3 separate regions of the Mus musculus genome follow, and all the other regions are linked to region 2. The links are chromatin contacts, called in public Hi-C and promoter capture Hi-C maps. All regions are on one chromosome and are shown on one strand. Each heading gives the region's core, a stretch centred on a gene start, on an enhancer-like site or on the middle of the called end of the contact. The rest is flanking DNA. Distances are from core to core; before and after follow the strand shown. Region 1 holds the start of Pafah1b3 (platelet-activating factor acetylhydrolase, isoform 1b, subunit 3). Region 2 holds the start of Plekhg2 (pleckstrin homology domain containing, family G (with RhoGef domain) member 2). Region 3 holds the start of Arhgef1 (Rho guanine nucleotide exchange factor (GEF) 1).

The links. Promoter capture Hi-C pulls out the DNA fragments that hold promoters and counts their contacts. A called contact is a pair of places that touch in the nucleus more often than the background predicts.
Region 1: a promoter capture Hi-C map of pre-B cells shows a contact between it and region 2. The contact joins the promoter of Pafah1b3 here to the promoter of Plekhg2 in region 2. A contact is called at or near these places in 2 of 39 promoter capture datasets (cranial neural crest and pre-B cells) and 2 of 484 Hi-C or Micro-C datasets (muscle stem cells and uterus).
Region 3: a Hi-C map of CD8 T cells shows a contact between it and region 2, with 3 times the contacts expected there. The contact joins the promoter of Arhgef1 here to the promoter of Plekhg2 in region 2. A contact is called at or near these places in 1 of 39 promoter capture datasets (pre-B cells) and 3 of 484 Hi-C or Micro-C datasets (B cells, CD4 T cells and CD8 T cells).

What each region holds. Positions count from the first base shown.
Region 1 is chr7:25,296,464-25,300,035 of GRCm38.p6, forward strand. Pafah1b3 (platelet-activating factor acetylhydrolase, isoform 1b, subunit 3) reads right to left here and starts at 1,523. Exons shown (of 5, transcript NM_001357350.1): 1 at 909-1,523; 2 at 623-712. The coding sequence starts at 989.
Region 2 is chr7:28,371,064-28,374,724 of GRCm38.p6, forward strand. Plekhg2 (pleckstrin homology domain containing, family G (with RhoGef domain) member 2) reads right to left here and starts at 1,599. Exons shown (of 19, transcript NM_138752.2): 1 at 797-1,599; 2 at 52-182. The coding sequence starts at 160. n-TIaat16 (a tRNA gene) reads left to right here and starts at 1,936; the gene lies at 1,936-2,030.
Region 3 is chr7:24,901,409-24,905,176 of GRCm38.p6, forward strand. Arhgef1 (Rho guanine nucleotide exchange factor (GEF) 1) reads left to right here and starts at 1,578. Exons shown (of 30, transcript NM_001130151.1): 1 at 1,578-1,720. It overlaps Cd79a (CD79A antigen (immunoglobulin-associated alpha)), which reads left to right. Exons shown (of 5, transcript NM_007655.4): 5 at 23-450. The coding sequence ends at 136.

The sequences.
Region 1 (3,572 bases), core at 273-2,772, 3.1 Mb before region 2:
TAGCCACCACCCTCTGTCCAGGCCATTATGGACATATCATTATGGATTAGCCTTACTTTATGGACAAGGTCCGGTTAAATCTCAGCTTGACCAAATCCGGAATCATGGAACTTATTACTGCTTCACTTTAACCAAAATTCACAGAAGTTACGTTCATTTTATGAAGATCCTGTCTGCTTTAAGTATACACAGAGCTAATGGCAATACAACTGAACCTCATTGTGGGGTGGGGGGGAAAGCCATTGTAGCTAAACGTCTTAGGGACTTTATTACTGATAAAGTCTTTGCAGAATACCATTACAATCAACCTTCACTTTCTGTAAAGCTATTACAACTTCGAGTAAACCCAACAGGGGCTGTGCCCCACCTTAAACAAACAATGAAAAGCCCTCACCTGACACAATCTTGAAGGAACGCCTCAATTTAACTCGACAGAGACAAACCCAACCCGACAAACTCAGGGCACACACTTCATTCTCAGCAGACATGTACATGGGGTTCTTAGATTCCTGCTACCACGGGCATTTCTGTACCCCTTATCTTGTCTTATCAGGTTCTGGGCTTGAAGTGCCAGTGAGGGTGCATGCCTGGATGAGGAAGGAGGAAACGGGTGGACCCTCACCTCACATTGGTGCATTAGCTGAACCAAGGAGTCCCCGATAAAGACTACTTCGGGTTCCTTGTCTTTGCTGTCCGCTACAAACCGATGGTGCTGCAGAGAAAGCCAGAAAGAGTCAAAGGCACGCACGCTCCAGGCCCCGCCCCACCCCGCTGCCTCAGGCGGAACAACCCCAAACAACCCAAACCAGGCTGCCCACCTAGGTGAGGAGGAGGATGTCACGAAGCAGTTCTATAGACATACACGCCCCCCAAGCCCCTAACCCTGGGGACCACGCGCGGTCACTCACCAGAGACATCCAGCGCCCGTCACCCTGCACGTCTTGCACAGGCGTGGGCTTGCTGGCCGGGTTCTCCCCTTCCCCACTCATCCTCAGCACCGCAGCCCCCTGGGGATGAGAGTGGAGTCCGCCCGGGAAAGCTCCGCGAGGACGTGGATCCGCCACGCCCACCCCTACCTCTCGGGCCAACACAATGGACCGTCCTGCCGCGCTCGCTCGCGCGTAGGGCGAAGGCCGAGCCCAGACGCCGCCTCCTTTCGCAGACTAGAAACCGTCACGTAGGAAGGAATCCTCGCTCCCCTCCCCCGATGGAGGCCGCAAAGTGGGCTCGTCTGCCGCTTCCCGCCGGGACCCCTTGCGGCCACGGGGGCCCAACGCAGGGGGGAGGGGCAGGCGAGACCAAGCGGCACTCGTGGCAGGGGAAGAGGGGGCGCAGACAAGAGAGACACAACCCAGAGTGGACGGAAAGGGGCAGGGTACCTGTAAAGCCGACAGGGACCAGGGACAATCTAGCGCCCTCCGTCCGAGGAGGAAATCATTTGCTGCAGGGCCAGAAAACTCCGGAAGAGACCACCTACGGGGGTGTGTGTGTGTGTGTGTAACCCATTCACATAGGAGAGGGAGTGGACGAGCTCATTCCTAGATCCGCGGAGGGGGTGGCTCTTAGACACCTGGGAAGGGACGCTCCCATTTCTTACTGGTGTAGGGATTTGAAAGGAAGCTAGCCAAACTGGGCGGTGGTGGCACACGCCTTTAATCCCAGCACTGGAGGGAGCCAGAGACAGGTGGATGTACTAGTTCGAGGACAGGCTGGTCAACAGAGTTCTAGGACAGCCAAGGCTACACAGAGAAACTCCCGTCTTGAAAACAAAAACAAAAAGAAGTGAAGCTGGTGGAGGCAGCACCAGAGTGGCTTTGAGGGGACTTCCCTATTTAAAACTTTCTGTTTTCTTTTGAGATGAGATTTCACTCTGTAACTTTAGCTCTCATGGAACTTGCTATAAACAGCAGGCAGGCCTTGAATTCACAGAGATCTACCTACCTCTGACTCCTGAGTGCTAAGATTAAAGCTGTGTGCCACCAGGCCAAGCCCAACACTAAGGCTTTGTTATTGTTATTTATTATTTATTTGTTATGTATATGTATATACGTGTGTGTGTGTGTGTGTGTGTGTGTGTGTGTGTGTCTTTTTTAAGGTAGGGTTTTTAAGGTAGGGTTTTTCTGTATGACAGAGCCCTCCCTGGCTGTCCTGGACTTGCTTTGTAGACCAAGCTGGCCTGTAGAGTGGTGGTATTATAGGTATGTGCCACTAGACCCAGCTTCAACATTAGTTTTTTAGTGGTATAAAATCTCAAATGCATATCTTCATGCCTCAGAGGCACCATCAGATCTATGTGAAAGAGGTGCAGAAAGATCAGAAATTGGAGATGGCTGCAAGGCCCAGCCCAGGTCCAACTTGGCATCCGTCCTGCAGATCACCTTGCACCTCCTAGGCCTCTGTTCCTCTCTCTAGATACAAAGTTCCATCATCAACTTCAGGTGGGTGGCTCTGGACTCCAAATCCCATGTCTGTAGCCAAGGCCACTTTCTATCATCTTCTTTCTTTCCCTGGCTCAAACTAAACCCCAAATCGCAGTGTTTTCTCAGATGCCCAGGGTCTCCCTCACCCCTAAATGGCCTAGTTGTTTTCTGGCAGCCCCACCTAGCGACTGAACTTTCAAACCTATCCATTCCTTCTTGTTGGCTTGATACTAAAGTAGTGAAGAGTTTTATTTATTGTGTTCACATTCTGTCTCAATCTCTTTCCCTAATCTGGACCTGGCATGAAGTTATTACTAAACAAGTGCAGTGCTTGCAGAATGATATTAGTTACATTAATGGTCAGATCCTGGCTATCTCCATCCATGTGTTGGAGAGAGAGACTCAGACATGACTGAGAAAGGCCCGGGACTCTGAGGCTTTGTGTTTCTCTAGAACAGAACTTCTTTCCTGTGTGCTTGTTTGGAGGTACGGTCTCATGTATGAGATGACTTTAAACTCACCATCCTCCAGCCTCTACCATGGTGAACAGGGCTTCCTCAACTTTTTCTACTTGAGCCCCACTTTTGCCTGAGAAAGTTTTTGGTTTTGATTTTTTTCTTTCTAAATAGGAGGTCTTACTATGTAGCTTAGGCTACCCAGAACTCATTGTGTAGACCAGACTAGCCAAATCTACCCTAGTGATGGCAATAAAGGTGTGCTCAACCATTCCAGCCCAAGAAAGCTGTGTGTGAGTGTGTGGTTGTGTGTGAATTTGAGTGTGTGTGTGTGTGTGTGTGTGTGTGTGTTTATATCTTTGTAAGATTATATGTGCATTTGAAGGCAGGTGACTGCAGAAGTCAGAACCGGGTGTCAGATCTCCTAAAGCTGGAGTCAAAGGCAACTGTGAGCGGCCCTGTGTGGATGCAAGAACTGAACTCAGTCCCTTAACCAGGGAGCTGTCTCTCCAGATGCTAGACTGAATAGTTTTTATATTACCCTGGGCTTATGGGTGTATAATATGGGTATATTTACATCTAATATTCCCTGATACTACTATAAAGAAAAGGACTTAGAACAATTCTTTTGTGCAGATATAATTTTACCATTTATTAAAAACAAAAGCACATTTGCATACTAATAAGCTAGGTGTAC
Region 2 (3,661 bases), core at 349-2,848:
CCTGAAGGAAGGGACAAATGCCCACAGGCTCCACCTGTCTGGGCTGCTCACCTGTTGGAGTGTCACTCACTGCTGCGCAGTCGCAAACTTCACCTTGGTGGCCACACCCGAGCCTAAGGCTGGGTTTGGGCAGGCTCAATCCCCGGGCTCCCTCGGGCATGATTGAGTGGCACAACTCCGACCTACAGAAGAGACCCACTTCTTGGGAACTAGACTTCACCGGTCTCTCGGCCGCTCCTACTCACAGATAGGGTGCTGGAAGCTGATCTAAACTCAAGGAGGGGCCCCAAGAAGATACAAAGTGACAGGAAGAAGGGGCTGAGAATACAAGCCAAAGATGGAAAAAGGTTGAGACAAAGAACGAAGACAGCAAAAGTGCCTGAGTCTGCAAGTCCCATCTGTCTGGGGGCCCCCCTCCCAAGGCTCAGGGATCCTGGGAACTCTCAGGCTCAGGCTGAAGCTGAGGGCGAGGGGCAGGGCTGGGAAAAACCGTGGGCGGGAGAGGCCGCGGGGTCCCAGGGGAGGGCGGAGGCTGGGGGACCGGATGCCAGGGTCCTACAGACTGTTCCTTACCCCGCCCAAGACGGCGTACTGGGGCGCTGGCCCCGAGTCCTCCACCCAGCTCCAGTCGGTCCCTCGGCGCCCCAACCGCGGTCCCCACCGTTGGATTCTCCCCTGTGCAGTTGCAGCCCCCAACTCCAGCCGGCGCCTCCGCTACCCCCCGCCGGCACGCCCCCTCATTGTTCCGCTTCGGCGCCGCCCCCTCCCCCAGCCCCGGGCCCCTCGCTCCCCTCACCTCCCGGGGAGCCACGGGCCTTGGGGTCGGGAGTCCCGCGCGTCTGGACCGTAACGCGCGATCCCTGGGGAGGCTCACAACCCAGACTTAAGGTCGTGAACTTGGGGTTCTCGGACTCCAGAATCCGGGGAGAGTTGGGATCCGGAGTCCGAAGTCTCGGTGTTCTAAATAGAAGATGCTGCAACCCTCTACTCGAGTCTCAGACCAGGGCGCTGGGGACCCAAACTCCTCAGTCTTCTAGGTAGGGCTGTGTGTTGTCGGGAGCACCGGGATTCCAGAGTTTCCAGAACCCGAGGGGCAGGAGTGAAGTCACCTCCGGGAGGGACCGCAAGGACTGGCTAACTCCTCGGTCTCCTGGAGGTGATGGATGCTGCAGCCCTAAGTCGAGGCGCGAGGTCCTGTCCCCAAGTGGCTCCAGGAGGGGGTCTTGGACTCAGAGTTGGGACCCCGTGGGAAGGATGCACGGCCACAGATCCTACGGTCTTCGAAGCCGGGTACGGGACGGGCCTCCAGCCTCGGGGCTGACTTCCCGAGCCCCGGGCTCCTCCAGGAGGGGGCGCTGGACATCAGAGGTCCCGGCCCCTCTGCGGGAGCCGGGACTTGCGGGTCTCTTAAAACGCGGGACAGAGTTCCCGGACGCCTGGGCCCAAGACTATGAACGCCTCGGGCTCCGGGATGAGTGTCCTGGGGCTCTGGGGGCAGCGGCAACGCCGCATCTGGGGCGGGGAGAGTCGGGTCCCAGATGTGGGGCGGGGGGCGGCCGCCCAAGGCTTCTCCTCCCCTTTGCCGCCGCCGCGGCTCACATCCTGTTCCCGCCTGCTGGGGGGAGGGGCCGCCTTCCGGCACGCCCTCCCGTAAAGGCTTTTAAAATCCCCGCCCCCTACTCTGAATAATTGCAAGCAAGCGGTTCCAACGGCGAGTCACCGCCCACATTCCAAGAGCCTAGAGCCGGGAGGACTTTTTACCTTTTACAGCAAGGGCCCAGGAGGCGTGAGAATCTGGAATAGTCTCACACTCTTGTTCTTATTGGTCGATCGGCGGGCTTTATATTTGCATATGCAATGTTGGGCCGAGCCGTTCAACAAAGTCCTGCGACTACAACTGACTGAAGGACTTTGTGGCGCGAGGGTGCGGCCGGAGCTCCAGTGGCGCAATCGGTTAGCGCGCGGTACTTATATGTCAGTGCTAGGCGTAAGCGATGCCGAGGTTGTGAGTTCGATCCTCACCTGGAGCACTTCTTTTTTTAACTCATCTACCTCTTTTCTGGTGTTCTCTCATCAGTTTAGAAGTCTTCACATTTTATAATTTCAATCAAATGTTTTGGCTTGTTTGAGACAGGGTCTCACCATGTAACTCTCTGGCTGGTCTGGAAGTCATTATGTAGACCGGGCTGGCCTCGAACTCACAGAGAGCGCCTGCCACTGCCTCTGCCTCTGCCTCTGCCTCCCTAGTACTGGTATTAAAGACGTGCGTCACTGTACCCGGAAACTACAGAATTTTTGAAGAATGAACATTTCTTTGTGAATTTTTTGCAATGGTCTGTGGAACAGTCCCAAAGTTGCAGTTTCTATTCTGGTCGCCAGAGGGCAATAACGTCTCTTATTAGATGGCCTGGGCGTCAGATAAAATCCAAATCTCAGATCCCAGGGATGGATGGATGCTTACAACACACTCTTTATGGATATTTGTCTTCTACAGGTTTCTGAACAGATTTTTTTTTTTTTTTTTTTTTTTTTTACTGACCACTCACTAGGAACTGTATCCTCTGTCTCTGAGGACTTGACTTTTTACTAAGGAGACTGAGTACTGAAAGTCTACGAATTAAGTACTTTTTTTTAAAATTTGACTTTCCCTATGTTACCCAGACTGGCCTAAACTCCTGGCTCCCTCACCATCTGGGAGTGTAACTGTATCGTTAGATTAGCTACTGATAAGTATGGATAAGTAGGGTGGGATGCAGATTATCATAGCTGTCATGGATGGACTGTTTTTATTTTATGTGTATGGGTGTTTGGCCTGCAAGTGTGTCTGTGTACCATGTTCATGCTTGGTGTCCAAAGAGACTGGAGGAGGGCGGCAGATCCCCTGGAACTGCAGTTTCAGAGGGTTATGGTGCAGGGAATCAAACCAGGTGCTCTGTCAGAGCCGCCAGTGTTCTTAACTGCTGATCCATCTCTCCGGCCCCAGGGGAGATCTTTGAACAGACAGACACCTGGAGGAGGGGAAGGAGCCATGGGAACACCAGAGAGATGTTCCAGATAACACTCTAAGGCTGAAGATGGGTGTGTTCGTGGAGCAGGTGAGAAGAGGTGGGGGTGTGGAGATGCAGGCTGTTGGCTGTGGTGAGGATTTTGACCTTTGTGATTTGCCTCTGGTGTTCTAACAAGCTTCCGGGAGCAACTTACTACACAGGTCCTTTTAGAACTGGATACTAGTAAGGTGGGCTTTCGATGAGAGGGCCCTGGAGGCTGGAGTGAGCTGTAGTCTTGGCTGTGTCTCCGGAGCAGGTCTAAGGGGCTGGTGTCACAGCATTCCTAGTGTCCAAGGAGGCCAGGAGAGGACTCTGGATCCTGTGAAATTGGAGTTGTCACCTGTCATGTGGGTTCTTTGCAAGAGAAGCAAGCCCATTCTCTTAATCTCTCAGCCATCTGTCCAGGACCTGGAGAGGTTATATACTTAGACCAGGATTTTTTTGTTGTTGGTGGTGGGTTTTTTGTTTGTTTGTTTGTTCTTGGTTTTTTGAGACAGGGTTTCTCTGTATAGCCCTGAGCCCTGGCTGTCCTGGAACTCACTCTATAGACCAGGCTGGCCTCGAACTCAGAAATCTGCCTGCCTCTGCCTCCCAAGTGCTGGGATTAAAGGTCA
Region 3 (3,768 bases), core at 328-2,827, 3.5 Mb before region 2:
GTCTCCTCTCTGACCCCTGCAGGGCCTGAACCTTGATGACTGTTCTATGTATGAGGACATCTCCAGGGGACTCCAGGGCACCTACCAGGATGTGGGCAACCTCCACATTGGAGATGCCCAGCTGGAAAAGCCATGACTGACATGTCCCACCCTTCCCTGCCTGCCATATGTCTGACTCCAGCATCCCTGCCTCCCCACTCTTCCCCTGGAGTCCCCCCTTCCCAGTGCTTGCTCCAGCCACTCGAGTGGCCTACCCTTGCCTCCAGGCTGCCCCACCCTATTCTCCCACCTAATCTTGTCCTTCCCCAAGTCCAGCTCCCTCTCTAGTGGGTAATGAGCCCTTAATCGCTGCCTCTAGGGGAGCTGATTACAGCAGCCTCGTTAGTGTCACCCCCCCTCCTCCCAGATCTGTCATGGCCACTTAAGTGATAATAAATCCTTCCCAAAGCAGCCCTTGGCAGGAGTCATGGATCTCATGTAGACTGCTCCTCAACACTGCCAGGGAACCAGGAGCAGAAAACCCAAGTCCCCTCCCCCCTCAGACCCAGGATTCTAGGTTCAAGTTCTCACCTGACCACTTCTGAGATCTGGGACCAGACAGTTCTTGCTGTCTGTCTTCCCCAACCCCCTCCCCCCAAAATAACAGGAAGTCTCTTGGGGAAGTCCCCACCCCAATTGAAATGCTGGTTTATCTCCCTTATAGGGCCTCACCCTCCTCATGTCCCAAAGCAAGGGGGAACCAGCCCGGGTGTTACCAAATTTTTACCTATATTTAAACTCTGAGAACACAAGATATTATTTTCTGGAGTGGGGCCTAATTCCCTCATGGGTTCACTTGCATAAGGCAGATTTGGAGAGTTTCTGTCAAGAACCGGGGGGAGGGGGATGACAGAGAGAGCTAGAGTGGTGTGACAGTCATTGGGATGGGAAGAGCAGACTCAGGTTGTTAAAAGACAGGAGGCCAAGAGGAGACTCAGTGGGATCCCCAGAGACAAGGATGCAGAGATAAATAGCCAAAGGAAGAAGCAGACACAAACTGGCTGGCCTGATAATAACAGTTGAGGAAAGGACAAAGCCTGAAATCTCAGAGCATGAGAGAGACAGCCAACAGCAAGAAATGGGCCCAGCGTGATCAAGGCACAGAGGAGCTGCAGCAGGGAGAAGCAACAGAGGCCAGAAAGCAAGGAGTGCCTGGATGGGCCCCTGACCTTGTGGGCAGGAAGGCCTTCGAGCTTCGAAAAAGAGATCAGGGTGGTGGCGCGCACCTTTAGCTTTAATCTCTCTACTCCAGAAGCAGAGACACCTGAGTTCGAATCCAGCCCGCCTTACACAACAAGTTCGAGGCCAGCCAGGGCTACATAGGGAGCCCTTGTCGCAAACTAAGAGAAAGAGAGAGTAAGGGCCAGGGCAGGAGCTGGGCAACAGCAGGGAGGGCGGCGGAGGCGGACAAAGGCGAAGGGGAGCCGGGCGGGGCCGGGTGGGGACGCGCCCGCGGGGAAAGGAGGAGCCGCGCGGGCGGCGAGAAGGGGAAGGAAGCCGAGGTGCCGGGCGGGCACGGGGCGCGGGCAGGAAGCGGGGAGGGGCGGCGGGCGGGGGCTCCGGAAAAACGCCCCGACTTCCTGCCCGCCAGAGCCAGGAAGCCGGAGTCGGGACACCGGGCCCGGGATCCCCGAGCCCGACCTCGGGCGCCTCGCCGGTCACCTCCCCGCGCGGACACCAGGTACACTGTCCCTGGCCCCGCCCGGCCTCCTCCTCCAGCCGCCGCAGGGAGGAGCAGGGAGGGGACCGGGCGCGGAGGGCCTCCCAGGGTGCGCCCAGTGAACCTGCAGCCGCCTTTCTCTGGCCTCGGTTTTCTCATCTGTCAAAGAGAGCAAAGAGAAAACCCGGCGCGTTGGCGCCCGCCTGTCATCCCAGGAGTTGGGAAGCAGAGACAGGAGGATTGCCATGAGTTCGAGGTTAGCTTGGGCGACCTAGCATGAACCTGCCTCAAAAGAAAAAAAAAAAAAAAAACAAAACAAAACAGAGAGAGAGAGAGAGAGAGAGAGAGAGCACTTGTCGAGAGCACAAGTAGGTAGAGATCCAGGCTCCCAGCGAAGAACGATAACACTCATTTATCAGCAGGGAAACTGAGGCCCAGGGAGTCGGACTGCCTTGTCGTAGGGACAGAGCATCTGGGACTTGAACTCAAAGCTGTTTCCTGTAAAGAGCTGTCCCTGCGATCATGGATGCTTGATTAGAGCTCCCTAAAATAAACAAATATCTCTGCAGTACATTTTAAAGCCGAGACTTACAGAGCGTTAAACACGTCTCAGAAAGCTTTTTTCCTTACCCTCTCTGTGGTATTAATTATACTCTGGGAGATGGCTGTAGGGGAGAGAACCGGAAACATATCCTCATTGAACAGATGGGAAGACTGAGGCCTAAAGGGAAGTCATTGCATTTTGCAGGTTAGTCTATCAGAAGAAAATATATGCTCGAGCGCATGAGTGTTTTATGCTTTTGTTTGTGTGTGTGTGTGTGTGTGTGTGTGTGTGTGTGTGTCTATCTATGTGAGGGGGTTCTGTTTTTGTTTTGTTTTTTCTTTCCAATTACAGCGGGAGGAGTTGACAGTGGTGACAGAGGGTATACAAGCATTTGGAATTTAATAGGTCCGAGTTGGGGAGGTAGAGCTCATGTGAGGTCCCGATAGGTGCTTAGGACCTGAGCGACTTGAAGTTTCTCCGAGATTGAGCCCTAACCAGGCAATGGAACCATGCACCACTCCTGCTAAGGGGGCGGGGCCCAGGAGAGTGACAGGGGCAGTCGAAATACGGAAACAAGGGTCCTCCAAGGCAGACCAGAGCGGCCCTATCGGGCCAGCGTGGCGCCGTGTATTGCGATACCCGCCGGCAGGAGGAGTGGAGTTGCCGAGGCCGGAGAGCGGTAGGAGGCGGGCTAGAGCGGCCGGAGGGAGGAGTGGAGCTGGACGCAAAGGCGGCCTCTGGCTCGGCTAGAGCGACTCTGCGGCACGGGTGGGGGAACCTGGAGCTCGAGCGCGGAGGCTTCGGTTCCTGAGGCTGCAGTGGCTTGCTTCTCTTCCCATCCGACAGGTGAGATAGGCAGCCCTTGGTTGCCGTGAAACCTGACCCCACACGTCTTCCCTGCCACCCACACCACCACCGCTGCAGAATTAGTGAGCGCCTGTTGTAGATCAGCCACGTCCCACGTAAGATTTAGGGCTCGTGAAGACCCGCCACGTTACATAGGTCAATAAGAGCTCACATACCTTCCAGGTTTCAGGAAGCCTTTCACGGAGACCTGGCTTTTAACATAAGCATAGGCTTCTCATAGATCAAGGCAGGGCCCTACAGAACCCACCACACACCACTATCGAGGTCCCATAAACCATTAGTTTTCCCTTTAGAATCACCATCTCTCTGGATTCTTGAGGCCCACTATATGTCAAATAGAATGTGGGGTTGTATACATTCCAGGGCCCTCGTAGTTTTTTTCAAGGCTCCCAGAAGTTCTTGGAGACCTAAATAATCCAGTCCAAAGGCTTGTTGAATGTGAGCCCTTAGGACCCAGGCGCCTTTATGTGTTTACTTCTTCAGGACCCCCCCACACACACACACACACATACACACACACACACACACACACACACACACACACACACACTGCATAGACCTAAACCTGCCCTGACTTCCCCTGTCCACCCCACCTCCAGAGCCTCAAGTGCAAAATGCTCCCTCTGCCGGACAGTAGTGGACTTTGTCAGTTGCTTCA